3 separate regions of the Mus musculus genome follow, and all the other regions are linked to region 2. A link is a contact called in public HiChIP or PLAC-seq and promoter capture Hi-C data. All regions are on one chromosome and are shown on one strand. The core of a region is the stretch at or near the end of the contact, and the rest is flanking DNA. Distances in the headings are between cores, read along the strand shown. Region 1 overlaps Cdc14a (CDC14 cell division cycle 14A). Region 2 holds the start of Slc35a3 (solute carrier family 35 (UDP-N-acetylglucosamine (UDP-GlcNAc) transporter), member 3). Region 3 overlaps Cdc14a (CDC14 cell division cycle 14A).

Region 1 (2,951 bases), core at 100-2,599, 370 kb before region 2:
TGCAACACAGCGTGAGCCACATGGGGCTGAGAATGACTCAGGGAACCACACAAACAGCCCAAGCCTCTATCCCAACCCTCTCCCCCACCTCCACACCAAGTGCTAGGATTACAGACAGCTCGCCACCATGACAGCTTTTTTTGCACAGGCTGAAGGAATCTACAATCTGGTCTTCATGCTTGCTTTGGCAAACATTTTTCTGATTGAGCCATCTCCCTGGTCCCAGCGTTATATTATTATTATTTTTTTTTTTTTTAAAGCAAAGTTTCCCAGTCAGAGCGATCGGAATGGAGCTGCCTGGGCAGGAACTGAGGCGAGCAGAGGCCCCAGCTGCCGATGGATGGGTGTGAACTGTGTTTACTAGGTGTTGAGCAAATACGATCCTGTTCTCTGAGTACCAAGGTAAAAAACAAGAAGCCCTGTGCGGTGCCCCTGCACCTGCGAAAGCAGCAGCTCCTCTCCTCTGAGGTCAGGTAGATGTAGCTGGGTGTGGCTCTCACCTGCCAAGGTCAAAGATGTGTCCCAGATAGCCAGCATTTGAGAAAACAAAATCAAGTCAACAATAGATTGACAATCTGAAAAAAATACCCTCCTGCTGACAGCGCTATTTCTCAGACAGCATTCGCTCAAAAGTGGTTAGACTTATTACTTATTGGGAGCTGGGGGGGGGGGGGGTGACAGACATCATGTAGCTAAAAGGAAGCCTTCTAAGTAGTTGCTACATTCTAAAGTTGATCTTTGAACTCTACTGAATCCCCAGGAGGCTACTTAAGGAAGCTTTTTGAAATTGAAAAACTAAGCGAGGTAATAAATGTGACCCACAGAGATGAGCGCTCCTCCCGACCCCCAAAAGATCACCCCTCAAGCTCCTTTCTCTGCATTTCGTCTCCATCAATCCCAGCCACAAGCAAGAACAAGGTACTGCTAGTGGGTGACCCTGCTCTGCATTTTCCTGTGAGGTCACCAGCTCATGGACCAGTCATCAAAATAAAGCAATAACGCGCTTCGCGGAAAGCAGAGGGAGCTATAAATTGAGGACCTAGCGTCACCAAGGTCGTCAAAGCAGGATGTCTTGCAGTCACTTCACCACTAGAGGGCGTGCTGCCCATATATACACAGGCACATACCATCACGGTGTAAATTGAACACTAGGGCTCTTGTTTTCACATATCTCCCTAGGATAAAAGGTCGATATTATTTTCCTGAACTGATCCCTGGCTAGATTCCAAAAGGAGTGGTTGTAGTATTGGTTCTCGGGTTCTTTGGGAATACCTTACAAGCCCTGTCGGAAAGTACAGACGTTTCGACACTGATTGCTACGGGGCGCTTTCAGATCGTGTGACTTTGGTTAGTTGTTAGGGTGGGTGAGCGGATTGGTTGGTTGGTTGGATCTGGATATGCCTAGTATTACTGGTAGAATCCTGACTGAGCAATGTGTGTCTAAGCAACAGGACAGACGGGTTGACTTGGGAACTGGAGAAACCATATTCTAGAAGGTGTTTTGGTTTTGTTTTGTTTTGTTTTGTTTTTGGGTTTTTGGGTTTTTTTTGTTTTTGTTTTTGTTTTTCAAGACCTGTGTCTGATGCTATTTCTCAGTCCTAAAGTCAATAATCCATGTGCTGGTCACATGGAAATATCCAAATTCCGGAGGCATCCTTCTCTAAACCTCCTAAATTGGACAATCTTGAAAGTACTCCCACATGAGCAGTCAGAGCGGATAGAGCACTGACTTAGGCTTCATGCCATTCTGGGGGACCATGACCGTACATGGCAAGCCTGTTATTTTGTGGAATCATTACCCTGGCCACCCATGGCTCCTGTGTCTTACAGGATGAACAGACCAGACTCAGGTATGCTGGAGTGTAAACGCCACACTGGACTTTGAAGGCATGATTTTTTTTTTAAATGTAAACTAAACTACTCCATTAATAATCCCTGTCTTAACTATATGTTGAAATATGTGGGATATAATGAATTAATTGAAATACATCTTTTAAAATACCTTCACCATTTCTTTCTATCATTTCTGAATGTCCCTAGTGGAATATTTAAAATATCCATATGACTAATTATACATGGCATTCTTTTTTTGTTGTTTTTTTGGTTTTGGTTTTTTTGTTTTTTGTTTTTTTGAGACAGGGTTTCTCTGTATAGCCCTGGCTGTCCTGGAACTCACTTTGTAGACCAGTCTGGCCTCAAACTCAGAAATCTGCCTGCCTCTGCCTCCCATGTGCTGGGATTAAAGGCGTGGGCCACCACCGCCTGGCTTATACATGGCATTCTTTAGATTCCTGAATGGGAGGTGAAAGCAGACAAAACCTTTAAGAAATCGTTAGACTAGAAGCAAGTGGTTACACCCTGCTGACCCATCCTCTGTAGCATTATAAGTAGCATTCTGGTCACATAACCTCCTTTAAGGGACTGACTCAGCAGTTAGAGTACCCGCCATGCAAGTACAAGAACCAGCATCAGATTCCCAGAAAGCCACATAATCTGGTGAGTGTGGCAGCCTGCTTGTAAATCTAGCTTCCAAAGGAATTCCGAGAACAGGCTGGCTAATAAGCCCGGCCATATTGATAAACTCTGAATATGACTGAGACCCACTCTTCCTTAATGAATAGGTAGACGGATGATAGACAATTTATTAACCTTAGGCCTCCACACGCACATGTGTGTACATCCACGCCATACATACAGACACATGTGTGCCCCACACATACAAAACAATGAATGCAGGCACATTGCACACAAACAAAAAAGTGTGGGAGAAACTAATATCACAGATATTAAGCTTGTGTGGTTGGTCGGTTGGATGATTGGTTGGTCAGTTGGTTAGTTGGTTGGTTGGTTGGTTTTTATTTGAGACAGGGTCTCTGTAGCTCAAGCTAGCCTTGAATTCATGGCAATCCTCCTGCCTCGGCTTTCCAAGTACCTAGCATTCTTAAGCCATG
Region 2 (2,882 bases), core at 315-2,814:
TCTAGCTTAGAAATAAAACTATTTTTAAAAAAGAATGAAAGGATTACATTAACTTGTATCATGGAGTGGTTTACATTTTGAAGGGTTTTTAATGGCTACCTAAATTATTTAAAATCTATTCTTGGTTATGGATACTCCACAGTAGCTAAGCACTTACCTAGCCTTCAGTATGACCTATGTTCCATCCCTAGAACCACTAACTAAGTAAATTGTCGCTGAGTATTTCTGAGAGAACTGTCAGAGAGTGGCATTAAATCTCCAGCTTCAAAAAGCGATTGCAAAGAACTAAAATTACAGCTCAGTGACAGAGTGCTCCGTCAATTCCCACGGGGTTCACTGCCCAGCACAGCCACACACAGTGAAGAGGGGGCAGGAGTGGGGGTGTGTGGGTGGATGAAGAGAACCAGGAGATAGTGAGACAGAGAAGAGAGGGGGCCCTGCTCATGCGTGTGCTATCAGGTCAGGCGTAGTTCCAAGGCAGAAAGACTTAAAGCTGCAAGTTCCGTTTTGGAAGCTATTGGTATGGTGCACCTGAAAGTGACCAGAAAATAAGGGCAGATGCGGTAGGAAAAAATTTAAAGGGAGGGAAGTTAGTCAGACGCATAAACGTAGGAGTCATTCATTTGAAAGCAAGCAACTTGAGTTAGTAGCAACGGAATGAAGACGTGAGAAACAACCAAACATTACCTGTAACTACCAAAATAAGTGTCTACAAAGACTCAACTCAGGTGCCATCTTCAAATATTGCGTTTAATAGGATATAATAAAGGGCACACTCCTATAAGTGCCTTGCTACAGTTAAAACCCATTACTTCGTTTAATATCCCTTAATTAATCTGAACTAGCAGAAACTTGAGTTAGCTTAAATAAAATGTTCACTAAGCTCCCCACTCTTCAATACTTAGAACCCCTGCAAACTCTCGCCACACACACTGATGGACACCCATCGCCTTCGGTCTAGACTTACCACGGGCACCCTTTCCATCTCTCCAAGTCCCTGCAGCTTCTTGACTACACCGTCCTTTCTCACCGAGCAGACTCGTCCCTAGCCCGGGGTCACAGGCTGAGCCGGAGCTCCCGAAATGACCGCGGAAGGACAGGCCGCCAGCCTGGCCCCCAAGGCACTTGGCCCGCCAGTCTGGAGCTTGCAGGCACACTGCCTGCCACACCCCTCCCCTCCCGACCTTTTCCTCCTCCACCCAGAACGTTTCGGCACGTCCAGGCCGGAGGTACAAGGCGCCCATTCATCTACTCCTCATAAACTAGGGCTGCAGCCGTCCGCTGTGGTCCCGGTGGCCTCAACCGCCCCGCGCCCTCCCAGCCCGGCCTCGGCGTCCCGCCAGCTTCCCCCAGCGCCCTCCGCTCACCCGCCGTGCGGCTCGGCCAGCTGCCCGCACTGGAGCCCCGGGCTCCGCGACGCCGGGAGACCCAGGCTGCCGAGCCCGTCGGCTCCGCCGCGTCCGCTGACCCGCAGCACCGCCGGCTCCCGCCGGCTCTGTGGCCCGGACCGCTTCGGTGAGGCCCAGGCGTTTCCGGGTTCCCGCGGTCCGGTCCGCCAAAGGATCCGGCTTCCGCCTCGGCCCCGGCAAACGCCGTTCCCTGTTCGGCTCCGGGGGCCCCAGCTTCGCGCTTGCGGGACGCGTCCCTGAGGCGACCCCAACCGCGGCTGCTCCTCGCGCAGCTCCCGTGACAGTCTCACGGTCGCCGGAGAGTTTGATAGGAAGGTGTCTCTCTCCCCACAGTCCTGCGGCAGAAAGTGGCGGGATGATCTGTCACTTAAGGAAGGGGACAAAGTCCTTTGGATCAAAGAACTCTGATGAGAACCGGGAGGCGGATCTTGGCTCCTGAAAATGACCACCAGTGAGTTGAAAACAAGATTATACCTGGTGCAGGTTACCAACCTTAGTCTAGGAGCCAGCTGGTTCGGTTAGGAATGATCCCTGTCCCCCACCCTGGGAGACCTGGAAGAGTGTCAGGAACGCAGAATGGGCTTAGTGTCACTAACCAGGGGAAAGGTGAAGAGAGAAAGAGAGCAATTTACCTCTTCCTGTCTGCAAGAATCTCATGCATATTACGTTTCAGTCTGCTAATGTATTTCCAAAAGTTCCCAACCACTGTAGCCATTGCTGGCTGTGGACAGGCTGAAATGTAATATTCTGGGTCCGGATTGATCATCGGATACAGCAGATTTATCCCTTCCCTGTTAAAACAATGCTCCTAGAATTAAGCTTACGCTTCTTTGCGTGGCAAATGATTAAAACCATCCATTAGGGAAGCATCGTTAGAAAACAACGGAGAAAAATAAAATTAAATGACTGTTAGCACATGATGCCTCGCTTAAATGTTTGTGTAATCCGACCTTCAGAAAACTTCTGGGGGATGGAATGTGGATTAGATCTTGATATTTGCTAGGGTCCGAACCTAAAACGTCCCCCAAAGATTCATCATGTGGTAAAGGTTTGGTTGCCAGCTAATGGACTTTGATGTTGGGGGAAGTGAATGGATAGTGAACCTCTGACCTAAGCCACTGATGTATTAAATCTTTGAAGGTATTATTAGGAGATGGTGTAAATGGTGGCACAAGCCTATTTGGAAGAAGTGGGTCGCTGAGGGTGTGTCTTAACCTAGCCTTTCCTCTAGCTCTCTTTGCAGCCTGTATGCTTTTTTTGGTAAATAACTGCCCCAGTACATAAGTTCCAACCAGAGACCCAGAGGCAATGAAACCTAGTCACCATGAACCAAAACATCTGAAACGATGATGTTTCAGGGAGGACTAATAAGTCCTCCCTCTAAGTGGCTTTCTCAGGCAAAAAGAAAGTAACAAATACAATACTTCTTATACTTCTTACTTTTTTTTTTTTTTTGACGGGGTCTCACATTGT
Region 3 (2,700 bases), core at 7-2,506, 330 kb before region 2:
GATAGATAGATAGATAGATAGATAGATAGATAGATAGATACCTATGTTATTTAACTTATTAGGCAAAATAAAAGATTAACAACAGAAACTAGTATTGACAGAAAAAAATTGTAACAGCATAGAAGCTATGTGAATGTAGCCGCTCAAAATCTTTTCTTACACCACTTTTACTGAAGAGATGACTCAGAGGTTAAGAGCACTGGCTGCTCTTCTGTAAGTCATGAGTTCAATTCCCAGCAACCACGTGATGGCTCACAACCATCTAAAGGATCTGATGCCCTCTTCTGGTGTGTCAGCAACAGCGTGCTAATATACATAAATAAATCATTTTTTAAAATGCAGTGCCTAAGTGATCAGATGAAGTTGGGTGGATAATACAGGTAGAGAGTAACCTGGTAAAGATCACTGCAATATGAACAATGAGACAGTATGCCAGTAGACTAGATACCAAGACAGGTAGTGGGTAACTATGGGGCAGGTAGGATATACAATGTGGATCTGCTGGACGCTGAGATAATTCATAGCCACAGTGGAATAGAACCAGACAGTAAGAAACATCATGATACTACTTGAAATGGTAAACAACTTAAAACTTTTTATTTATTTATTTATTTAATTTTTTTTTGGAATTTTCCATTTAATATGTTAAGGCCAAAATTGACTAATACCTAGTGTCAGGGATAATGAAGAGTTTGCTGTCATATATGGAAATGTAATAGCGGAGAGACCGAGGGGGAGGTCCGTCTGCACTGTGTTTAGGTGGTCAGCACAGGATCGCTCGCTCTGGGACTCTGAACCCCCTGCAGGGACGTTTCCTAGCGCATCCATCCCCTTTTCCACTAAAACTGCAGAGACAGGCACTGGCTTGGGCACAGGGGACATAGATATTTGAGTGAAAATCCATATATCTTTACTCCAGAAACTCACTCTAGCAGGGGAGAGAGAGCCTGCAGAGAACTAACTTTGGGAAGTTTATCACAGCACCTTAGAGGTAAATGGAGAAAGCTCTGCTTGAGCCTTGCTCCGGAGTGAGGTGGTAAGAAAATGGCAGTGTGAAGAACCGGAAGGGGCGGGGCTGGCGCAGGCAGACAGATCAGGGTGGAGAAACACCAGGAAGAGCCTGTCTTTAAAAAAAAAGTTTCGTATTATTTTGATTAAATAAGAAATTCCACCAAGCAAGCCCAATGAATGACTCACACCTACTCCTGAAAGGATTGAGGAGTCTGACTCAGCCTGCCGTCTGCACGACCCCACAGAAAGGCTGACACTCGCTCTGCTCTTTAGTGTGAAGCTGTAAACCACAAAGGCCACCCCCTGCTAAGAGCTTTATGAAGTCGTGGAACAACTTTGAATGTTTCCTTCAAGCAAAGGTGACACCAGCAAAGCAACTTACTTTCGTGAGCCGTGACTTTGCCACCAAACTAAATAAGCCTGGCTCTACAAAATGAAATGTCAAAAGCCCTTCAAGGCCCTGCCATGGAAGTCCTGAGAATGAGGGGTGGGAGTGGGGAGAAAAACTAACAAAGATCCAAAGAGAGACAGGAGGATCGGTGGAGTTTGAGGCTACCTAGGGCTACAGAGAAAGACTCAGGAGGGGATGAGAGTGGGGGACATGTTGGAACGGGAGGGAAAAGGAAAGGAAAGATGAAGGAGAGGAAGAGACAGAGAGGAAGAAAGGAAAGGAGAAAAGAATGCCAAGTAGTAACGTGTGTTCAGTGGTTCACGTGGCACAGTCTATGCTTACCAATGTGCAACGACATCTTAAATTCTAACGATCTTAGTCATGTCTACAGAGCGAACCGAACAGGGACTGCACCTCGCTCTCCTCCTTTCAACTCACATATGGAGAGAGTTTTGAATGAACTAATTCGCTTTCCACAATGGAGAAAGGATATAATTAATATATAATATGAAAATGCATATAAATATAATGAAATGCATCATATCAAATGGAATTCCTTTCTAGGCTTTGGAGGGTCACGTGGTTTTTGGAGGGATTCGTTCTTTCGTTTGAATCAGGGTGTCACTATGTAGCCCAGAGTAGCCTGGCACTCACAACCACCCAGCCTTAGCCTCCAAATGATGACATTTGGGTGTGCCACAACACTCAGGTGTGTGTGTGTGTGTGTGTGTGTGTGTGTGTGTGTGTGTGTGTGTATTAGGGGCGTGTCCTTGAAATAAAATTCACACGTTAAAATTATAGAATCCAAAATACATTAAAAACCTAATGGATAGTGCCTGGGTGCATTCTGACTCTCTTCACACTGACTTAGGAGGCTCAGGCTGCCTCTGCAAGGGCCCCAAGTTGACACCAAAGACAGGCTCTTCTCCTTCAGGGTTACTCCGGACAGCCTGCTCTGGCCGCCTAGAAAAGGGGGAGAAAGCCTGAGAGAAGCCTGAGGGTAACACAGTGAATCAGATGATAATGTGATAAGGATAAATCAGTCTTATGATCTGCGCGCTTAACACAAGCAGCTTTTCCCATGATCCCAGTATCAGCTGACTAAAAACCACCTGGACCTTGGCATGGGAGTCTCTTGGAGAAACTGAAAATACCGGCAGTTTTTCTTCAACTTGATCCTGTTAGCTGAGGACTAATCTTAAAAACCCAAACAATTATCCACAAATTTGGTGCCAAAATCCAGGTCCTAAAAAAAAAAACAAAAAAAAACAAAAAAACAAAACAAAACAAAAAAAAAT

The links. Promoter capture Hi-C pulls out the DNA fragments that hold promoters and counts their contacts. HiChIP or PLAC-seq counts read pairs in DNA pulled down with a chosen protein or histone mark.
Region 1: a contact with region 2 is called in an H3K4me3 HiChIP or PLAC-seq map of embryonic stem cells, with 16 read pairs. The contact joins the enhancer-like site here to the promoter of Slc35a3 in region 2. A contact is called at or near these places in 17 of 39 promoter capture datasets (the 3T3-L1 cell line, 3T3-L1-derived adipocytes, the C10 cell line and 12 more), 1 of 15 datasets of contacts at CTCF or cohesin (the NIH/3T3 cell line), 11 of 115 datasets of contacts at active chromatin or transcription factors (the 230-238 cell line, the SCID.adh cell line, bone marrow-derived macrophages and 6 more) and 3 of 9 other capture datasets (adipose tissue, embryonic stem cells and liver).
Region 3: a promoter capture Hi-C map of neural stem cells shows a contact between it and region 2. The contact joins the enhancer-like site here to the promoter of Slc35a3 in region 2. A contact is called at or near these places in 5 of 39 promoter capture datasets (the C10 cell line, cranial neural crest, hematopoietic stem and progenitor cells and 1 more), 1 of 15 datasets of contacts at CTCF or cohesin (the NIH/3T3 cell line), 5 of 115 datasets of contacts at active chromatin or transcription factors (the SCID.adh cell line, bone marrow-derived macrophages, effector CD8 T cells and 2 more) and 1 of 9 other capture datasets (liver).

What each region holds. Positions count from the first base shown.
Region 1 is chr3:116,340,107-116,343,057 of GRCm38.p6, forward strand. All of the region lies in intron 7 of Cdc14a (CDC14 cell division cycle 14A), which reads right to left. Among named protein-coding and RNA genes, the nearest start is that of Cdc14a, 82 kb to the right of the region's middle. Within about 2 kb of position 1,350, at least 36 of the 459 cell types and tissues checked have an H3K27ac peak or open chromatin away from gene starts, as enhancers often do. A contact at or near this core is called in embryonic stem cells and trophoblast stem cells, where this site is marked.
Region 2 is chr3:116,710,716-116,713,597 of GRCm38.p6, forward strand. Slc35a3 (solute carrier family 35 (UDP-N-acetylglucosamine (UDP-GlcNAc) transporter), member 3) reads right to left here and starts at 1,565. Exons shown (of 8, transcript NM_144902.4): 1 at 1,368-1,565.
Region 3 is chr3:116,379,340-116,382,039 of GRCm38.p6, forward strand. The region is part of intron 4 of Cdc14a (CDC14 cell division cycle 14A); the gene reads right to left. Among named protein-coding and RNA genes, the nearest start is that of Cdc14a, 43 kb to the right of the region's middle. Within about 2 kb of position 1,257, at least 104 of the 459 cell types and tissues checked have an H3K27ac peak or open chromatin away from gene starts, as enhancers often do. A contact at or near this core is called in the NIH/3T3 cell line, effector CD8 T cells, memory CD8 T cells and 2 more, where this site is marked.